Linked DNA regions of Gossypium hirsutum: region 2 is linked to region 1. Evidence: chromatin contacts called from public Hi-C data. All regions are on one chromosome and are shown on one strand. Each heading gives the region's core, a stretch centred on a gene start, on an enhancer-like site or on the middle of the called end of the contact. The rest is flanking DNA. Distances are from core to core; before and after follow the strand shown.

Evidence for each region. Hi-C and Micro-C count contacts between places; a contact is called where the count stands out from the background.
Region 2: a contact with region 1 is called in a Hi-C map of leaf, with 2.4 times the contacts expected there. The contact joins the promoter of LOC107918425 here to the enhancer-like site in region 1. A contact is called at or near these places in 11 of 34 Hi-C or Micro-C datasets (anther, callus, leaf and 1 more).

What each region holds. Positions count from the first base shown.
Region 1 is chrD13:23,466,896-23,474,645 of Gossypium_hirsutum_v2.1, forward strand. It overlaps the pseudogene LOC107920458. Among protein-coding and RNA genes, the nearest start is that of LOC107918754, 22 kb to the left of the region's middle. Within about 2 kb of position 2,701, at least 9 of the 9 cell types and tissues checked have an H3K27ac peak or open chromatin away from gene starts, as enhancers often do. A contact at or near this core is called in leaf, where this site is marked.
Region 2 is chrD13:24,091,575-24,099,324 of Gossypium_hirsutum_v2.1, forward strand. It overlaps LOC107918425 (kinesin-like protein KIN-7E), which reads left to right and starts at 3,793. Exons shown (of 13, transcript XM_041108915.1): 1 at 3,793-5,098; 2 at 5,380-5,475; 3 at 5,589-5,689; 4 at 5,804-5,917; 5 at 5,988-6,069; 6 at 6,168-6,235; 7 at 6,362-6,427; 8 at 6,517-6,641; 9 at 7,001-7,337. The coding sequence starts at 4,870.

The sequences.
Region 1 (7,750 bases), core at 1,451-3,950:
CCACTGAGATCATATGTCTCTCGCATATGACCCTGGCTGTAGGAGGTATAAAAGGCCTGTCTTGGATAACATCAAAAGAGAACTGGTTGAGGAAGAAAGAATCAGCAAAAAAGGCTGGACTGCACTGAGATGCCTGGGTGTTGCACAACTGAACCCCTTTAGCCCTATGGAAAATCTCATCCGGCACCGATGCTGCTCCACTTGTTACACTTACTTTTCGAGTTGAAAGTGTCTTCCTATCAACATAAATGATAATTCCAGTAATTGAAGGGGCTCCAAGCACACAGGTCTACACGGGCAAGTTCTGTATGTTCTTAATACTTCTTAGGAATCATTCTAGGGAAATTCTTGTGACTGGAAATTGCCATTGGTGATAAGACTGAGCAGGAGATGAATTGCCATTGGTGATAAGACTGAGCAGGAGATGATTTGAAATGGGAGATTATATAGAAAAGGAAAACTATGCTAAGGATCTATCTGATATGATAGCCAGAAGCAGCATATACATAATTCTGATTTAAGAAAGCAGAACCAGGAAAATATACCTCCTGATTGAAGTTCAATATCAGAAGTTATCTTCAAAGGTAAGTGCCACTGAAACAGAATTTCAGCATCCAAATGACAAGAAGCACTAACATTGAGTTTAATATATATGAATGTGCTCAAAAAGACAAATTCAAATATCATTTATTGGATCATCAAACTTCGGCAGTTGATGCAAAGAATATTTCCAACAAGTATCCCCAGGTAATGGCAGCATAAAACTTTAATAACAAGACAGATTGGCATGCTTACCATTTAATAATGGCAACTCTGAGAGTCAACAGAGAACCACTTCCATGACATGTTTTACATTGTAGTAAGCCACGAGATCCACAAGTTGCACAAGGAATCTTTCCTTTTCCATCACAATTTGTGCATATGCAGAGATATAATCACCAGTGAAAAGTGATTAATGTAAAAGACTCAATACCTAGGAAGAAAAAAGTGTGAGATTAGTAAGAAACTAACTAGAAAATTAAAGGCTGGAATGTTATATATGGGGTTTATTGCCCAGAAATTTCAAACTAGAATACCCATACAGAAGTTGAGGTATGCTAATTAAACACGGTTTCCTGAAATCATTCATGGTTGTAACGTACAATAAAGATAAACCATATGATTCATATGTTTGAACCAGTAGGCAACCATTTTGAAGGATAGTTTAATAAAATAAAGAAGAAACTGCTCACATAGTGTCTGATCCATCTCTGTGAGCAATTAATCCCCGTCCATAGCAAGCAGGGCACTGGGACATCTGATTTTGCTTATAAAATCCAGGTTCCTGGTCCGCATTGCATGTTGGACATGCAATATCTCCTCGTCCTGCACAACCTGCAGATCTTTTTCTTAAACATTAATCCAAAGGCAAAGCTAAGCACTACTGCTATGACATGTATAAATGGTGAAGCAAGAAGCATTAGCGTGACAGGAAAGAGATGCAAAAAACGAAGTAAACGAAACAGCTATTAAGAACCTTAAAAAGGCAAATATTTTGTGTACTAGACAAAATTTAAGATGTAAAAACCTCCAGTATTAATCCCATAGGCCACATTATTTCAGTAGCATTACCTGAACATTTCTCAACGGTCTCGCAACGAGGAATCTTGACTCGTGTTTCCTTATAAGGTACATAGAGAGCAGGGAATTGTGATCTTAGATCCAATTCCCAAAGAACAAGTTCAGGACCTTTATCCTTTCCATCAATGTTGCCACCATGGTAAGGTTCTGTTTCTCTGACTACTTCCCTCTCCTCTAAGAAAGTTTCTAGAGTCCCCACGTAAACATTGCAATCCTCAACAGCATGGATCTTCCATGTTCGAGCAGGACGACTCCCCCAACAGCATCGATGGCCGACATGATCGATGAGCAATTCTCGTATCTCTACCTCGTCCAATAATTGCCTGCATGTACATCACTAATTTAATCAGTGTATGCTACTAGCTGATGTTTAAGCATTCAAGGGTGTTCCAAAAACTATCCTACTTATTATAACAAGGGGTGTTTACCTCCGAAAATCATTGGAGTATGTGCCATAGTCTGTTGTGTAAGGACCTTGATGGAGGATAGCTTCCTCTGGAACAAGTAATTAAATCAGCAAACTGTAAGAGTTCACAACTTACCCAACATTAACAACCCAGTATCCGATATTTAATTCAGGAATGAACAATCTAAAGCAACTCAAATTCTGGACTTCATAACCAAAAAGATAAAACCTTTCCCAGCTTATATTGGAGATACCGTTAGGAAGGGGCTCGGGGGAGTTGATAAAAGGAGCGTGAATGGATGGCGGGTAATGGCCGGAAAATGAAGTGGCTGACCGAATCTCTTTGATACTAACTTCCGCTCCCGCCAAAGAAGTTGTTGGAATCACCGACCCAGTTCTCCCCACGTACTGATACGACCGCAACCTCTCGCTCTCTTCAGTTTCACTTTTTTCTCTTAAAAACCCACTCTTCAGTTTCACTTCTTTTCTCTTAAAAACCCAAGATTTATGAAGGACCGGTCCATCATTACCATTGTAATAGCCCATTTTTGCCCGGCCCATTCAAAATAAGACCAACCCAAATACTCATTACACCAATCCAAAATAGACCCAAATAATAACAGGCCCAATACAAACCCAAATACAATATCGGCCCAATAAGGACCAAGTGTGCAAACCCTAACCTAATCCTAAGCAACAGTTAACAGCAAGTTAGCAGCCGAATAGTCCAGGTGCCACCATCGCCCCCACGTCGCTGCTCCCACGTCACGGTAACCGCCCACGTTCAGCAGCTTCTGCACACGACCTCTCGCCAGTGGTACCTGCAATAAGCCATGAACAGCAAACAATAGGCGATAAACGGGGAAAATAACAACAAAATGAAGAGGGGAGCGTTGGTTTATTATAGGCTATATAAAGCCAATTGTTTTTTTTGTAATGGGGGTTAGCAAATTTTTGTATTGAAAAAAATAAAAAAAAGGAAAATACAAGAGAGAAAATTTTTTTTGAAAGGCGACAGATTTTGGCTTTGTTTTTTTCTGTTCTTTTACTGTTTTTGTTTTTACTTTGTTTTTTTCCTTTTGTTTCTTAAAACAACGAAAATAAACGAAATAACGAGGAAAAAGAGAAGTTTCTTACCAGTAGAGGCGCGCCGTCGGCATTCTTGCTAGTTCTCGGCGTGAGGAGCGGGGAAGGGACTGGTTGCTGTGGCTGCATTTGAAATAGAATAATTTTTAGGGTTTGAAATGGGTTTTATTGGCTGCAAATGAAATGGATTTCAACTTTTAAACATTGATGGGTTATTTTTGTTTTTAATCCTTTCATTTTATCCTATCATTTCAAAACCATTTTTTTTATGTTTTCAAATTTTTCCATGAAATACCGAATCTGTTTTATTTTAGTCCAGTGCTGTGCAGTGTTTTTGGGTAATTTGTTCCTTCGGCCCTCCCCCTGTTACGCGTGTTTTAAATTACTCCCTCTCTTATTTTATTTTCAAATTCAGCTCTCAAATTCTGTTTGGTTTTTTAAATTTAACCCTTAATTTGTTTTTTTAGTTTTTTATTATATTGTCTATATTCTTATTAGTTTATTATTATTATTATTTATTATATCGTATATTATTATTATTATTATTATTATTCTTATATATACATGCGCATATATATGTTAAATATATATGTATATTTTAAGCGTTTTTTTAACTATATACATATATTATATACATATTTTATTATTATTATTTTATTTTCATAGCTTTATATATATGTATATACGTTTATAGTTTATAGTACTTATACATCTTTCATATTTTATAATCTATATATATATATATGTTTATATATCCTTTGTTATATATGTGTATTTTTACATTATTCAAATTATTATAAATATATTTTCCACGTTTTTTTCTTATATATACATATACATATATATATTTATATTTATATAATTTACAAATATATATTTATATATTTTTCTTTTTTTCCTTTTTTCGTAAATGCATGCATGTATTTTATAAATATTTTCTTATTGTTTTATTTTCATGACTTTTGTATTCATATATATATGCACTAACATTTTATAATACATATGCATTTTTTTATATTTTATATCCATACATATTTTCAAAATTTACTTACATATCATTTATATATATACTTTGTAAATACATATACACACATAATTTAAATTAATATATTTGTTTCATATTGCATTGACATTTTAACACATTTTTCAAATACATTTTGATTTTGTCAAAACGTTAATCATTTTTTATGATTCAAAGGTTTTCAAAAATAAAAACGATATTCAAAGTTAGGGATTTTCGAGAAAAATTGAGCCCCAACGTATTGGGTTCCGATTTTCTTTGTTAATTCCAAATAATCGAGAATATTCGTTATTTAAAATATATAAGTAAAAATCATTTTTGGGAACTTAGTTTGTTATGTCCTAACGTATTGGGCATGACATAATTGCTTCCTCGAAATGAAGATTTACTTATAAAGCAAAAGTGATATTCAAAGTTCGAGGATTTTTGAGAAATTGTACCCTAACGTATTGGGTCTCAATTTCTTCGTATGACTTGAATAATTGATTATCCTTTTCAAATTTCAACATTTGATTTTAAAAAAAAACCTTTTTGACTCTCGACATTAAGACATCAAATAATCAATTTGGTACCAATTTTGGACGTTACGAGGGTGCTAACCCTTCCTCGTACGTAACTGACTCCCGAACCAATTTTCTCGAATTTCGTAGACCAAATTTATTTTTAAGGTGAGCCGATTACACCTCAATAAAGGATCGGTGATGACTCCAGTTTTTATTTTTAAAAGTCGACAACTAAATTTTTTGTTTTAAAAAAAATGATTTCGACAACCATGATTTAAAACATCTTAAAATATCAAACGAAAGTGGAAATAGAAGGGAACCATAAACGGGCTTTACCTGAGAGAAGAGGCTGTTCCATAGATTTTCGTTGGCAATTGCAGTGCTGCAATGGTGCAGATAACTGATGATTAATGGGGAAAATTTTCTTGGAAGGAAACTGGAGAACATAAAATAAAAAATGTCATAATCTGTTTTGTGGTAATGAAATGAAGATTGAAGAGTAATTATGTTTTGCCATTACTAATATAGCAACTGTTTTCTTTCTTTGTCTCTTTTTCTTCCTTCAAATAATCAGTTGGATCCACGCGCTATACTCGGGAAGAAAGAAAAACGATTTCTTGGGCCAAAACCCATTGAATATCCGGTTAGACTTGGCCTAATAAAATCGGTACTCAAAGGCCCAATTGTCAAAAGCCTACAACGACAACCCCCCTGTGTTTCGCGTGACCACTTACTCACCCTAATAAAAACAATGTTTTCGGAAGTTGATCATTAAACCAGTAAAATCATTAGTTTTTGATTCAGTTAATCTCACTGGTTGATTTGATTTAATTAAATAAGTTATAAAAATATATATTAAAAAAGATTGATTCAACTAATGTTTTTAGCCTTATTCAATCAGTTTCGAACAGTTTGTGAGTCAATTGATTTGACTTCTATCTCTATATTGATACATTAATTGATACTCAGTCTAACTAATCTAACCAACTAACAAATTCGATCCAATTCAAATAACATTGAAGAAAATGAAAAAATCAATTTGGAATTTTAGTGTTAGGTTTAATTTTATTAAATTTAGTTTGTTTTATAAAATAAAGAGATATGGAGAGAATAAAAAATAAAGAAAATATGAAAGCAATAGAGGATGTAATTTATTGACCAAAAGGGATGATTACAATGCTTCATCAAAGTCTCTATTTATAGGCATAAGAAGTATAAAAGAAGTACAGATTTAATTCTAATAACTATTAGAATTTAAGGCACATTAAAACTTTATCTTGATCATGATGCACATCCACTTAATAAGATATTCATAAAACTCCCCCTTAGATGTCAATTGGTAGATAATGTGCCTCGTTAAAATCTTATTAGGAAAAATCCTGCGGAATAAAAGTCTAATGAAGAAAAAATAGTACTCAATCTATAACACGCATAATATGTTGCCTCATTAAAAATCTTACCAGGAAAACCCAATGGGACAAAACCTCGATTAAAGGAAAAAGAGTTCAACTCGTATTTACTCCCCCTCATGAAAATATAACATATTTTCTCATATTTTACGTATTCAATCTTGAATACTAGTTTTTCAAATGACTATTTGAATGCATTTGCTAAGCATTTATATTACCATTATTTTAAAAGTCATGAGTGAGGGAAATTTGAGGAAATATATTTTGATCTCTTCAGGAGATTCAACAATAATCATAACAAAATTTAATCATGATTCTTTTATAAAAACACAAATAGGTATTTTGGATCATTTTATAATCCTTTTTCAACTATTATTCACTAAGTCAAATTTATCACATATGTTCAAATTATTTCATTTCATATAAATGAACAATTTCTCGAGAATTTCAATATGCTTCTGGCATCCTAAATCCTTCAAGGATTTTAATATAAACTTTACTATATAGTGATTCATAAAAGGTTGTAACAATAACCATTAGACGTAAGTTAAATCTTTTATGAATTGTCAATTTAATAATATATCTAAAGGTTATTGCATCCACCACAAAAAAAATATTATATCTTTTCATAATCAATGGCAAGGCTTAGCAAAAAACTTCATAATTTTATTCCACTTTTGCAAAACTACTTCAATTGCACCCTCACTGGCTTTATAGCTTTAGATATTTGGACTACTGGTCTAAAAACTCCACGAATTTAATGGTACTTGAGTTGCGTCTTTCTATTTTGATCAATTTATTCCACATCTATATTTCACAATAGATTTATTCAAGACCCTCCTTTTATTTCATTATTTCAATAATAATATTTCATGCAAAATCATTATCGATCACTTTCATTATTCGGTTCCACATTTTCTCGAATTGAAATAACTTATCGAGATATCTTATTTTCATTATTTTTAAATTCAGTTTCTGGTATCTGAATCTCTTCTGAAGTTTTACTTATTAGTTATGTCTTGGATCTATTCTAGAGCACCCGCCTCTACTATATGACCATCTAGAAGAATTATCATCTTTGGAACTGATCAATCTATTATTTATTCTAATTGATTGTCCTACTGGGACTTTGATTCAAATTAAAATATTAGATGGTATATAACACTTGGTTATTCTCATTAAGTTTGTAAATACATCTAACAATTAACTTGTAATGAGTTATCCTTATTGAACTTCTGGTTCAAATTACTCTCCTCCTAACTCATTACAAGTTATTATTTCTCTCCCCCTAATGTTGGGAAAACTATTGAATCGAAATTGTAATCACAAATCATGTCATAGATGAATCTCGAATACATTCAAAACATCTAATAATATAAAGAAACTTGTAATTAATATATATTCCCAACTTTTTTTGAGGATTCACTCATCTTTGTGTGTTATGGTTGAGCAACTGTAACATATATGCATATACAAAAATTCAAAGATGAGAAATATTTAGCTCTTGATAAAAAAACTAATTGAAATTGGGAGTTTTTATAACTTATTGGCTTGATGCGTACAACATGTAAATCAACATAATCTCATATTGAAATAGGAAGTTTAGTTCTCATAAGTAATGGTTTAGACATTAATCAGAGGTATTTAATCAATAATTTCTCTAAACTAGTATGCACAAACTTTTACAAAAATTTTTCAAACTCAA
Region 2 (7,750 bases), core at 2,543-5,042, 630 kb after region 1:
ACAAATGAGGGATACCAAACAACATTTCATAAGGTGTTTTATTATGAAGAAGAGGTGAAGGAGTTCGATTAATGAGATGAAAAAAGCCAACACACACTTCCCCAAAAAGATATAGGCAAATTTCCCTAGAAATGCAAAGCACAAGCTACATTTAAAATATGTTGATGTTTCTTCTCCACTCTCCCATTTTGTTGAGGAGTACCAATACAAGATGTTTGAAAAATAATGTCATTTGCAATAAAATAATCCTGGAGACAATTAAATTTTTTCTCATTATCACTTTTAACACACTTTATTTGTTGAGAAAATTGACAACCAATCATAGCAATGAATGACATGAAAACTTTGAAAACCTCATTTTTATTAGCTAAAAGATATACCCAAAAAACTCGAGAGAAATCATTAACTAATATTAAAAAATAATGAGATCCATATATGAAGGAGTGTCATAAAACCCCCATAAATCATAATGAACTAACTAAAATATATGAGTGGTTTTCTGTTCACTAATTGGAAAGTTATTTCTAGTTTGTTTAGCACGATGACAAATTTCACATGCTTTATTCAGATGACCTCTAAAGTTACTAACGTTTACGTTAGTTACTTTACTACTTTCTCGGAAGGATGACCTAATCTTCTATGCCAAAGTTCCAAAGAGGATGAAGTTTCAACCAAAACCATTTTGACTATTAAAACTTGCCTAAAGTAGTAAAGTCCATCCCGTCTCTCACCCACTCCAATTAGTTCCCTTGAATGAAGATCCTGAATAGCATATATATTAGTAGAAAATTGGACAAAATAGTTCATATCATTATTCAACAGGGAAACTGAAATTAAATTGTAGTTTAATTTAGAAATGTAAAGAACATATTTTAAGTGAATTTTATCCGTTAGTTTAACCATTCTTTCTTTGGTAGCCAACACTAGTTGGCCATCAGGAAGTCCTACGGAACATGTTACAACATCTCTCACATTCACCGAACACATAAGATCATCTGTAACATGATTTAAACACCTCATATTAATAATCCAATTATTCTTGGGCTTACCATTCAATCGATTGGAAGTTGATTGTTTATTATCGAATACTGTTAGAAGAAACTGTCATTGCTCAGCGATAAAACCAGGAAGTGTCGCCCCCTGACACTTGCGTTGCCCCTGTTGTGTTCTGCGTTGATGTTGCTCCATGGCTGGTATCTACGGTAATAGTGTTAGCTTGTACACTGCCTTTGTTACGAGAAACTTGCTGCGTGGAAGATGTGACACTTGTCTTGCCATTGCGACCATCACTTTTCATCTCCGACTTCCCATTCTTCTTGAGCCACCAATTTGGGTGGCCATGTAAGTAAAAACAGGTAGCCACCTCATGCCTTTTGAAATGGCAATGAGTGCACAACAAGGTCATTTTATCAATACGATCAACTCGACCTTTGTTACAAGCTTCCATGCGCACCGCAAAGCCTAGAATTTTAGGCTTCTTTTCCTTGACCTATGTAAGTTCGCGTACGCATTTCTCTTGAGTAATTTTCTGGAATTCCTGATTCAAGGAAGGCAAAAGGATTTGAGAAAAGTAGTGTAGACCAAATCTAGGCATAATAATCAAAATAGAGACCAAGAAGATATTGATGAAGTCGGTCATGCTCATGACATTGTTCATGCTCATGACATTGTTCATGCATCTTCCTTAAGTTATATAAACATTGTCCACACTTGCAACAAATCAAAGGTTCATGATTATCTAATTCAGCCCACAAAACCTTTAATTTATTGAAATAAATTACAACACTCATAGTATTGGCTTGCTCACAATGACTAATATTTGATTTTAATTGTTGAATACATGGACTGTTGACAATGGAAAAATATTCATGTAAATCATCCCAAAAAGTTTTCACATTATCATAATTGGAAAGCATCGATCTTACCTCTAGATCTATAAGATTGAGAATCCAGGATACAAGTATACAATAGATGGTAACCCAATCATCCTTCGAGCAAGGGAGAACAAGATCTGTAACGGTACCGTCAAGAAATCCAAATTTGTGTCGAGAATACAAAGAGACACGAATAACAAAAGCCCTGTCATCAAAATTATCGAGCTTTAATCGAATAGGAGTAATAAAGTCACCCAGTTGATCTTGAGGACCCAAGAAAAATGGAGAATTAGGTTCAATTTTAGATGGTGGCGGTGGAAGAGGAGGAGGAGAAGTCTCGCCGCCAGCCATTTAGAATGATAAAAAAATTTTGTATCAGAAACTTTGCTCTGATGCCATGAAAAGAATAAATTAATCTCTTGAATTTTATTGATAAAACTCAACGGTACATATATATCTATACAATCATAGTTACGTAGGAATCAAATTACTAAAATATAATATCCCATAATAATATCTTATAATATCCTATTAGGAATCAATTTGCTAAGAGTTAATATCCTATAATATCCTATTAGGAATCAATTTGCTAAAAGATAATATCCCATAATATCTTAACATGGGAAAAAATCGACTAATAGGGAGGAAAAAGATCGATTTACAAGGACAAAAAATTTTGAAAAATACAGGCCAAAAAAAGGTACAACAATTTAAAAGCATAGAAAGAACTAACCTTAATGGATGAAATCATCTTGCAAATGAATCTCCATAGTTGTTTTTTGTAGATTCACCTTGGATTTTTTTTTTTTAGATTTACTTTGGACTTTGGACTTTGGAGATGAAAGGCAAAATAGAAGAATGGAAACTACTGATATATTAACACTCCTGTTAGGTTTGAGAGCATGTGGCAAAGGGAGTAATTTTTGAGTAAGCATGGTCAAATATGTCATTCCACATATCTCATTCCCAATCAGCCGTGAAAAGCGTTGCCCATCCCAACATTTTTTGTTTTGGAAATTTTAGCTCAACAAACTCTTACACACCTTCATTCACCAAACACTACAATTAGAGGGTTTGATTATTCAATCCTCCATTTGTGCCCAAACAGCTAAAAAAATCCAAAACTCTATCGAACACCCCAAAAGGAATTTTGACATTAGTCTAAATTCCCCACCTTAGTCCTTTTACTGTTCAAACTTTTAAAATTAATCTTTATGCTTTTTTAATAAGGGTACAAGGTATAGGTTGTTTAAGAATTGTACTCAAGATCATTGTTAATTAAAGACCTGCACACAAATATTTTATTATTTCACATGTGGTTTAATTGACTTGTCCTTATGTTTTTAATTTAATAAATTTAGTCCTCTACTTGTTTGATTTAAAAACTAAAGTTCAATTGATAATACTATTAATTATTTTTCTTCAAATTTGAAAATGTGTTATTGATTTAGCTTTAAATTTTAAATCATGCCCTTAATTTAGAATATCACATATTTAAATTTAACTAAATTTCATTAAAAATTTTATCAATTGGATTTTAGTTTTTAAATCAAATAAGTACATGGACTAAATTTGTATAGTTAAAAATAGAAAGCCTAAGTTTCAAATATTCACAAGTATAGGGACTGAGAGCATAATTAAACCTTTGATGTTTAACAATATAGCGGTCGATTGAACGGTGCATCGCGATGGAAAGTTACATTAACTGACAAGAAAACTTAAAGACCACGTGGCGAGACACAAGCTTATATCAAAAAGCAAGGGTAAAATAGTAATTGACCTTGCCCCAAACACGCAAGGAAGAGAAAAACTTCAAAAGACGCTCCCCCTTCCCGATCCTGCTGTCCCATTTTTACCCTTGGTTTAAATTGACATTCTCCATTTTATCCTTTCGTTTTTTTCAACTTTATTCGACGCGTAGAGTCATAGCACCTTCGATTTCGCTTCTTCAGTGTTTCTTTTTTGCTCTTCCAAGTCACGTATCTTCTCTTCCCCTTCGATGAATTTTTAGTTTTAAATTTAAATTCATTAAAAATTGACAAGTGGATTGATTTTGTTTTCGTATGTAAGACTGTTGTTTTTTGGGGGGTGATTTTGATTTCTGAATTTAGAAATTGACCATTTAAAGAAATCGTTACTACTTAATACTGCTGGCGTTTTTAAAAAAAATCCAGAAAATTTTGGATTCTTACGTTATTCGAATCAAATTCTATTGTTTATCATTTTTAAACGATTTTTTAGATTTTATTCGGTTAGGATTTTGCAGAGCTCGAGTTTTGAGGTGGAAAGTATACGGTTATGGAATCAGATCAGAGAGCATAATGGAGGGAAATTGAAACTGTTTTGGTACTAAAGTTGGTACTAGTTCTTTTAAACTGAACCGCCATTTTCGTTTCAAGGGAAAAGAAAACAAAACAAACAGAAATGAGAAAATGAGTAAAACTTTTTATTATTATTAATTTATCAGTATAAACTATAAAGTTGAAGATTTTCATTGCTTGACTATTAAGCATAGTTGGTGACCACTAGGGAAAGTTTTCTGCTCTTTCAAGAATTAAAACTTAAAAATTGAGTGTTTTTTTTTTCTTGGGGGGTTAGGAAGAGATCTTTTCATCTTAACTACTAGTTCTCATTGACATTTGTTTTTGTTTTTTAAAAATGGTTAATTTAAGTGATGTTTAACCTTAAAAGTAGAATATAAAAAGCAAATCATTTTCATGTTGGTTAGATAAAAGTCTATAATTAGCTCGTTGTTGCTGATATAATCAGTAATTAGTCTTTATACTTATGGATCGTTTTCTATAGTTAGTTGGATTTTATAATCATGATTAGCTTCTTTTAGCAGATAGGCTTATGGTTGTGAAAGGATTGGCCTAAGCTTTAATATATATTTAGCAACCCCAACAACCTTGAGAACCTGCAAATTCATGGCTCTTTTTTTCACTTAACGCCTAGTAGGGTGAGTAACAAGAAAAGTGGAGTAGGAAAAAGAAAAATGGGGGCAATTGGTGGGGAAGAGTTAAAGCAGGTGGAGAAAGAACAAAAGGCGCAAATGGCAGGTGCTCGAGAGGAGAGGATTCTTGTTGTGGTGAGGTTGAGGCCTTTGAGTGACAAGGAAATTATAGCAAATGAAGTTGCTGATTGGGAATGCATCAATGACAACACTATCCTATATCGGAACACCCTCCGGGAAGGGTCCACATTCCCGTCTGCCTATACATTTGGTAAGCAAATTCTTTCATTTTTCGGGTCAAACCATTTTTTATTCCCTTAAACTAGTGACAGCCAACTCTCAGTTTCTAACTCATATTTTCTGAAGTTAGTATTCTTTTTTTTCTATGATATATTCTTTAATTGTTGAGATCTTGATTTCATTTTGTATTACACACATTCATGGTAAAAGTTGTTTCTGTTATATGCTTGGGATTTGGAAGCAGCTTTGTTCAATAAAGTTTCATATATGAGACTTATGTTGCTGTCTCTTTTTTCTTCCTTTATATGTTAGGAACAGATAGAGTATTTCGGGGTGATTGCTTAACAAAGCAAGTATACGAGGAAGGAGCCAAGGAGGTTGCAGTTTCAGTCGTTAATGGTATTAATTGTAAGTAGTGGTATTGGCAATTAGGCATCTTGGTGTTTCGTCTCTTTTGTTAAACTACTTGGTGAGGAAAAAACAGTTTTTTTCTAACAAATTTTCTTCCTTCTGTTCCACAGCTACTATTTTTGCATATGGGCAAACTAGCAGTGGGAAGACGTATACCATGACTGGAATAACTGAGTATACTGTCGCAGATATATTTGACTACATAAACAGAGTAATGAAAGTTTTGACTCATCTTAGTTCCACCATGTTTTTATGTCTGTTGCATCTTTCCCGTGCCTATTATTTCGAAGTTTTTTTTTACTTACTACTGATGTCATCATTGCAACACAAGGAGAGAGCATTTGTTTTGAAGTTCTCAGCAATTGAGATATACAATGAAGCAATTAGAGACCTCCTAAGCTCCGAAAACACTCAACTTAAGCCGCGTGATGATCCTGAGGTGAATAAGGACATTTCTATTACTTTCAGTTTACTGAGTTATGTTTGATCTAACAAGTTCTTTTCATCAGAGAGGACTCATTGTGGAAAAAGTTATAGAGGAAGTGCTGAGGGACTGGAACCATTTAAAAGAACTCCTATCTATTTGTGAAGGTAAAGTAGTTTAAAGAGTCCTATGTTTACTGAATGATGTTGCACACTTGCACCTTCATTTATAATCATTAACTTTTTAATGCGTTGCAATGTTACAGCTCAAAGAAAGATAGGAGAGACCTCATTGAACGAGAGAAGCTCCAGATCTCATCGAATTATAAGATTGGTACCCTCCTCTTCCCTTCTCTACCTTTTGCTTTAATGCCTAATTGAGAATAGCTTATGTGTAGTGATGTTGAGTTGTTTTTCTTTCCCTTTTAGCTTACTATAATGTGGGTTCTAAATTTTGTAGACAATTGAAAGCTCTGCTCGTGAGTTCTTAGGGAAAGAAAATTCAACAACCCTTGCAGCAAGTGTGGTATGGCTCGTGGAATTTACTTTCACATTTGCATTTCACTGGGTTCTCCTGAAATGGTTAATTCATGCAAAGATGGTATTTGAGTGCAGAATTTTGTTGATTTGGCAGGAAGTGAGCAAGCATCTCAGTCATTATCCACCGAGGCAAGACTGAAAGAGGGTTGCCATATAAATCGTAGTTTACTGACCCTGTCAACTGTTATTCGCAAGCTAAGGTTAATTGGATCATCATATACTTTGAGCGCTCATAGTGTTTTAAATTCAACCATCTGCAAGAGACTTTTATGTATCTAAATTTGTTGTCGGATGTAGTTGGTTATTATCCTAGTAGTTATCTATTACTTTGCTTGATTGAGTTCCTTTTTCGTTTTTGGTTTTTACATTTCTCAATTTTAAATCGAAACAGAGAACTTGGGCATAGTGTTATGATGGTTTGCGTATTAGTTTGTGTTATTTTCTGTAATAATTACCCACAAAATTGTGTTGAAATACAGAATATTGATGATTTAGGCAATGTCTTGTTAAAATTTTCTCACCTACTAGATTCATGATTGTGGTTCTTTGATGGATGCAGTAAAGGCAGACAAGGACATATCAATTACAGAGATTCTAAGCTGACACTCATATTGCAGCCTTGCTTGGGTGGTAATGCCAGGACTGCCATCATATGTACCTTGAGTCCTGCACGAAGCCACGTTGAACAAACCAGAAACACTCTTCTGTTTGCTTGTTGTGCAAAAGAAGTTGCTACAAAAGCGCAGGTCAATGTGGTCATGTCTGATAAGGCCTTAGTTAAGCATTTGCAAAGAGAGGTGGCCAGGTTAGAAAGTGAACTCAAGAGTCCTGTCCCTCCTCCATCAAACAGTGACTATGCAGCTTTACTGAGAAGAAAAGATCTTCAGATTCAAAAGGTTATGCTTTGCTTTTGAAACACATTTGAAAACATACTAGGACTTGCTACCATGTATACTTGAATGAAAATGAGTTACAGTTACATATTACATATTTATTTGCTGAAATGCTTCCTGCTGTGTCATCCTTTAAGTTCCATTACACTAGGAGTCATATATGCATTGTGCTCAATAGTGCCAGGAGGGCATTGGGGCTTGACTTTTGAAAGCATTTCTTCATATCTATTTATGTGAAACTAATATAAATGGTTTTTTTTTCCCATCTAATAACCGGTGTTACCTGGTGATGAATCATGCATTCTGGTGTTAAAATTATAAAGCTTGAATTATAGAAAATTGGATGCAGGACGATGATATTTGACTCTAGCATTGCAAATAGATACTTTTGCTTGCGGAAAATTAGGCTGAATAAA